Regions from separate parts of the Mus musculus genome. Here region 1 is linked to region 2. Evidence: chromatin contacts called from public promoter capture Hi-C data. All regions are on one chromosome and are shown on one strand. Each heading gives the region's core, a stretch centred on a gene start, on an enhancer-like site or on the middle of the called end of the contact. The rest is flanking DNA. Distances are from core to core; before and after follow the strand shown.

Region 1 (3,154 bases), core at 491-2,990, 1.1 Mb after region 2:
CTTGGTTACAAATAACCTTTCTACCTTCTTTCTTTTTCCCTCTGTCTTTCTCTTATTTCTCTAAAATGCCATGTTTATTGTAGTTTTGGCATTTGGAGAAATGATAGAATGAAGGTGAAATTAATTATGTGTAAGGCAGAAAGAAACACAGGGAAAAATTCACTAGATGATGTATCATTTGAGCCTGATCTAAAGGTGCAAGTTTGACCTTAGATACATTCAGCAACTGTTTATTTCTTATGGGGAGTCAGAAAAGCAGGTAGATTTTATAGTGGAAAGACACAGAGTGGTAGCAACCAAGCTTCAATAGGAGAATGACCAAATTCATAACAATTTGACAAAATTTAAGACTGCATATTCTTTAAATGAGTATTTGTGTATATGATAGTCAAGGGTTAAAACAATGGCTTTATGATAGTATTTACTGGTTCAACCTATTGAGTTGCTGTGTCAACCTCTGCTTGCAGCTTGTTAAGGAAAGGTGATTCCCTCCCTTTCCCTCTCCCCCTCCCCCTCCCCTCCCTCTCCCCCTCCCTTCCCCTCTCCCTCTCCCCCCCTCTCCCCCTCCCCTCCTCCCCTCTCCCCCTCCCCTCCTCCCCTCTCCCTCCCTTCCCCTCCTTCTCCCTTCCCCCTCCCCTCTCTCCCCTCCTCCTCCCCCTCCCCTTCTCCCTCTCCCTCTCCCATCAGTCCTAACCAGAGGACAAGGAAGTAGTAAAAGGGAAGCCTTGTATCTTCACTATAAAGGATACAACCTAGAGAATGTCTCTTTTCTGTCCAAATCTCATTCTGACCTATAGCTGATGCTGAGAAATTGACTTTGTTAGGATGGGAATGCATCTAACTAAAAATGGAATTACTGAATGAATGGTTCTCTGCTTCAGGGGATACACTATTTTTCTCTAATTTCTCAATTAGAGGGCAACTCATGAATGGAATGAAAGAATGGATGAGCTTGTGCGGGGTTCAGAAGCAAGGCCAAGGAGCATGGTATTCAACTAGAAGACTGAGGTAAGCAGAGAACTGCTTAACTGTTGCTAGGCAGTGTGGAGGGACTTCTTAGACTCTGAACAAAAGAAGCAAATGCTGACTATCCTGCCTCCTCCCTGAAGCTTCCACATTATAAAAAAGAAACAAAAAAACAAAAAAACCCCCCAAAAACCCCCAAAACCCAAAACCCCCAAACCAAAAAAAACCCAAAACATCAAACAAACAAAACCCAGTCTGTTACACAAGATTGTGACCAATGGTACATTTGGGATAGGACAGGTGTTCCATTCAGTCAAAGGTCTCTGATAAGTCTAGGCAGTTGGCCAGGGAAAGTTTGTTCTTGGTACTGGGAATGGAATGCTTGTTTTCTTCATTTCCCAATATGGAAAAGAGCAGCTTCCAGGACAGGTTAGCAGACACTGGAGATGCAGCCATCATATGCACACACACAAGTGCTCATCTATTAAGCTAAAATTTCCCATTATTTTTCTCAGTAGAGCTAGGCCAAGTGGAGCCTTGGGAAGCTTTCTCATTTTTCCTGTCACACAGAAGCTGGTGATTCAGGGGTCACAGGAGTTTGTAATAAATAACCCACATTGATTTCTCTGTTCTAGAATGATTTTTTTTTTGCTTCTCTTTCTCCCAGTGGTCTGACGTTTACCCCAAGAGGCAGTGTTAGGAAATCATTTACAAAGTGGTTCAGCCCCTCCATCTGCTATAGTTATAAATCTGAGGATGGGCTGGGCCCGAGGCAAGCGTTCCAGGACTCCTTGTCCTTGATCTTTCAGACAAAACACTGTCCTCTTAGTCCAGATCCCAGCAGCATCCATAGCCATGGAGAAGCTACTCTGGTGCCTTCTGATCATGATCAGCTTCTCTCGGACTTTTGGTCATGAAGGTAGGAGCTATCATAAAGATCTTTTCCCTATGGGAGAATGGTCGGAACTTAATATTTTGCATAAGGAATCAAGGATCAGGATCAGGGTAGCTGTGTATTTATGTAACCTGGGAGAGGACCAGATGACCCTTGATCCCAAACTCTACCTGTAAGGGAGGAATAAGTCTTCATTATCTGAGAAACTACTTACTTTCTTGGTTTTCTGTTTCACAGACATGTTTAAAAAGGCCTTTGTATTTCCCAAGGAGTCAGATACTTCCTATGTGTCTCTGGAAGCAGAGTCAAAGAAGCCACTGAACACCTTTACTGTGTGTCTCCATTTCTACACTGCTCTGAGCACAGTGCGCAGCTTCAGTGTCTTCTCTTATGCTACCAAGAAGAACTCTAACGACATTCTCATATTTTGGAATAAGGATAAACAGTATACTTTTGGAGTGGGTGGTGCTGAAGTACGATTCATGGTTTCAGAGATTCCTGAGGCTCCAACACACATCTGTGCCAGCTGGGAGTCTGCTACGGGGATTGTAGAGTTCTGGATTGATGGGAAACCCAAGGTGCGGAAAAGTCTGCACAAGGGCTACACTGTGGGGCCAGATGCAAGCATCATCTTGGGGCAGGAGCAGGACTCGTATGGCGGTGACTTTGATGCAAAGCAGTCTTTGGTGGGAGACATCGGAGATGTGAACATGTGGGACTTTGTGCTATCTCCAGAACAGATCAGCACAGTCTATGTTGGTGGGACACTCAGCCCCAATGTTTTGAACTGGCGGGCACTGAACTATAAAGCACAGGGTGATGTGTTTATTAAGCCGCAGCTGTGGTCCTGACCTACTGTTGTGAGCCCTGAAGCACCTCCTGGGATTACATTCTCTCCCTTGTCTCGGGTTATGAACCTTTTAGCCCCAGCAGATGTTGTAGGTCTGTTCTGTGAATATGGCCTTTCACTTCTCTGCTTTGTGGTCCTCAGCACTAGAGCACGGAATTTAAATGGAAGGCTTCCAGCATAAGCATCCCACTAGGACTCTACCAAAGAGAATCTGACTTACCCATGGTTTTATATATATATATGTAAATATCCATATATATATATATAATTGAAAAAATTTCAGACATAATTCTTCTCCCTCACATAGATGAAAAAATAGATGCACAGAAAGGAGAATAATTTTTTATTGTTTTTGTTTTATAATGTCATCTTGAGTGCTGTATTTACATACTTTCTATCCCTCCCTCTTCAGATCCTTTCCTATCCTTCCAAATTCTCTCTCA
Region 2 (3,624 bases), core at 917-3,416:
TTTAAGATTTAATTATCATTATATGTAGGTACATTGTAGCTGACTTCAGACGCACCAGAAGAGGGTGACAGATCTAATTATAGGTGGTTGTGAGCCACCATGTGGTTGCTGGGATTTGAACTCAGGACCTTTGGAAGAGCAGTCAATGCTCTTACCCACTGAGCCATCTTTCCAGCCCAACATTCTACTTTCTAATACTACCATACAGTTGGTTACATTTTAAGATATGAACTAGAAGGGTGGGCACAAACATTCAGATTCATTTATTTATTGATCTTTTATGTCAATAATAAATAATAAACAAACAAACAAATCAGAATGTTTGATCCTAGCTCTCAGAAGGCATAGATAGACAGATCTCTGAGTTCAAGGCCAGCCTAGTCCACAGAGATAATTCAAGGACAGGCAGAGTTATAAAGTAACCCTGTCTTAAAAACAAAAACAATAACAAATAAAAAATAAAACCAAAAATCTCTTTGGGCTGGAGAGATTGTTCAGCAATTTAGAGTACTGACTACTGTTCCAGAGAACCCTGGTTCAACTCCCAGCACCCAAGGGCAGCTGGTCTGTAATTTTCAGTGCCAGGAGATCTGATGCCTTCACACAGACATAAATGTAGGCAGAACACCAATGCAATGAAATAAAAATAAACAAAAAGATTACCATACAAAGTAAGGGGTTTTATTATAGCACTTTCTTTTTTCTTTTTTTTAAATTTATTTATTTATTTTATGTATATGAGTACTCTATTGCTCTCTTCAGACACAGCAGAAGAGGGTAATCAGATACAATAACAGATGGTTGTGAGCCACTATGTGGTTGCTGGGAACTGAACTCAGGAACTTCAGAAGAGCAGTCAGTGCTCTTAAGCCATCTCTCCAGCACTTATTATGGCATTTTCACACCAGTATATTCCAGAGCTTTCTATTCAAGCTCTCAAGGATAGCTATTAATTTGGTGCTGAAAACTATCTTGAAGGGAAGCCAAGTTTCCATTTCCATGTATTGCTTACCTTCAGGGGGAAGATCATAGATTTGTGTTTGTGTGTGTGTGTGTGTGTGTGTGTGTGTGTGTGTGTGTGTGTGTGTGTGTGTGTTCACTTGGGCATGTGTGGAAGTCAGGGGTGGAGTCCATCCTCCCTCTTCATCAGGAGGATTCTGGCGATTATGCTCCGGCTGGCAGGCCTGATGATGAGCACCTTAACCCACTGAGCCATCTCGCTTACCCAACTGCTGTTGACTGTGAGGACTCAGAAAGCAATTTGGTCAGCACTACACAGGTTGCAAGTTGATGAGCTGGAGTTCAAGTCCAGGTCTTTGACTCCAAATTGACTGTCTGTCTGGTCCAGAGCATCCGTTGCTTGCCACCACTGGCAGCCACCTGTCCTATAAAGGCCGCTCTTGCTCAGTGTTGGTCGGGCTAGAAACAGATCAAAGAATGGAATGAGAGGATGGGCTTGGGAGAACCACACGTGTTTGTTGCTAAGGGGAAAAGAAGAGGAAAAGAGCAAGAGGCCTGGCTTCTGGATATGGCCTTGAAGTAAAGGGTCCTGAGGGAGTGGGGTTCGGGGTGGGGTGGGGTGGGTACCACTGACTCCACCCCTCCTTGGAGTTCAAAGGATCTCTGCTGCCTGCTCTTCTACAGGATGAATCCAGCCACGGAAGGGGGTGAGCACCACAAAGCGTTTCACATCCTTTGGTTGTGGAGGGGTGAAAGGAGGAACACAGTTTGCATATGTTGAACATTTGAGATCAGACTTCCTGGGCTCATGAGATTTTTCCCAGCAAGTCTAAATGTTATGTCTCTTCCTTAATCACCCCATATGCTCTTCCTCTTCCACGTTAGTACCTACTTACTCAGGGTTCTTCTTCTCAGGCCACCCTACCCCTAAGTTCCTTCAGACTTCTGCTTCCACGGTGTATGCTGGTTTGGGGCAGCCTGGAATAATGACTGTTGGTTTTCTTTCCCACCCTGTGGGAGCCACTAAGAATTCAGCACCAGGCTGAGGAGGACCAAGGGCTGGGATTTTGCAACTGGTTTTTTGTGAGTCACTGTGCACTCTGAGTACCCACCCACTGGAGGCATCTTAGCTTGTGGGAACCCACGTGGAGGGACTGAGGCTTTCTCGGTAGCCTTGTCAGTGCACAGCAGAAGTGAACAGCCTTCAGTTGAGGAAATTGTGGCTGGACAGGCAGTGAGGTAGTTCTGCTGTGTCCTGCTGACAGTTAGCTGCGAGCCTATTGACATCTGAGCACCTGGAGAAGACAGGGCCCCCGTAGTCTGCTCTGTCCTGTGGTGATGTTGGGGCAAGCTGTCCTGTTCACAACCTTTCTGCTCCTCAGGGCTCATCAGGGCCAAGGTAAGGATTTTTGTGTTGGTGTGGGATGGGGCCTGGCATACACCCATGGGTGCCTGAGTGTGTGAGGGAGATCAGAAGTTAGAGCCTCTGATTATGCCATTTCGATAGTCACCTGGAACACAGAAAGCCAGAGGAGAGGTTAGAGAAGGTGGTCCAGGTCCTTAGGGCTATTGTAAAGTGGGTGGAGTTTAGTCTGTATGAAAACTGTGGAAAACTGGAGCGATGTGTGTACAAGCCTTCTCTGGAGCAATGTGTGCATTAGCTTTCCCTTTTCTCGCTCTGGGAGTGGATTCATCACCAGCCATAGCTTTTTCCTTCATTCCGACACAGTTTCACACAAACACCACCTTGTCATTGTCACCTTCCCCACAGAATTCGTGTCCATTCTGAAGAAAAGGATGGTCTGGGAGTTGTGAGGAGTCCCTGGATGCTTTGGGTCTGGGTGAGGTAAGGTAGAGAAAAGAAGGTAGGACAGGCAGGGTCTCACGAGTCAGCACAGAGACTGCTCCACTTTGGGTGGGTTGGGTTGAGCCTTGCATTTCTCAGGGACTGTTTTCTAGTTGTCACTGTGCTGGAGGGGACCCCGGGAGTCCCTCTAGCAGGCCCAACTCATTTGCATTCAGCTTCTGGTCACCTTACCTCCTCTCAAATGAGGCATGAATGGAGGAATCTCTTCCTGAGGAAGAGATTTTGGCTCAGGACTCAAAGAGACTCTGGTTCAGTAGAAGTCACCCCAGGGGCAGCCAGATGATGATGACAAACCTTTCTTACTAAAGTGTGATATCTGCATATCAGTGTACGTGTCAGTGAGTCACTTTTCTGATGACTTTGGGACAATCGTGCGTTTATGTCCACTCATTGTCTACTGTCTTTCCCATAAACATAAGCAATATTCTCACTCCAAATCTCACAGATTAGTTTTGCCTGGATGTACGTGGCATCCCATGGTATGGGTTCCTGACTTCTTTTACTTGACACTTCTATGACGTTTGTCTATGTATCTTATCTCTTTGATGGGAGTTTCCAGTCCCTGCATGCCATGCATCTGGGTGAGATAAGACAACTCCATCCCAGGCTTACACCATCCTCTGCTCACTCTCTTGAGGGTGAGCACCTGATCTTTAAAATGGTTTTACAGTAGTGCCATGAGCCTTTCTGTCACACAGCAATACACCTTCAAGGTCACATCATGGGGTCTAAGTGTCTATATTCTTAGTGGGTGTTGTCAAACTGTTTCAGGAATGTTTGAGCCATCTAGTACATGG

What was found. Promoter capture Hi-C pulls out the DNA fragments that hold promoters and counts their contacts.
Region 1: a promoter capture Hi-C map of liver shows a contact between it and region 2, with 2.1 times the contacts expected there. The contact joins the promoter of Crp here to the promoter of Cd244a in region 2. A contact is called at or near these places in 2 of 39 promoter capture datasets (the 3T3-L1 cell line and liver).

What each region holds. Positions count from the first base shown.
Region 1 is chr1:172,696,316-172,699,469 of GRCm38.p6, forward strand. It overlaps Crp (C-reactive protein, pentraxin-related), which reads left to right and starts at 1,741. Exons shown (of 2, transcript NM_007768.4): 1 at 1,741-1,885; 2 at 2,099-3,154. The coding sequence starts at 1,822. The coding sequence ends at 2,712.
Region 2 is chr1:171,557,027-171,560,650 of GRCm38.p6, forward strand. It overlaps Cd244a (CD244 molecule A), which reads left to right and starts at 2,167. Exons shown (of 9, transcript NM_018729.2): 1 at 2,167-2,359. The coding sequence starts at 2,299. Gm35200 (a long non-coding RNA gene) reads right to left here. Exons shown (of 5, transcript XR_373705.3): 3 at 1-1,419.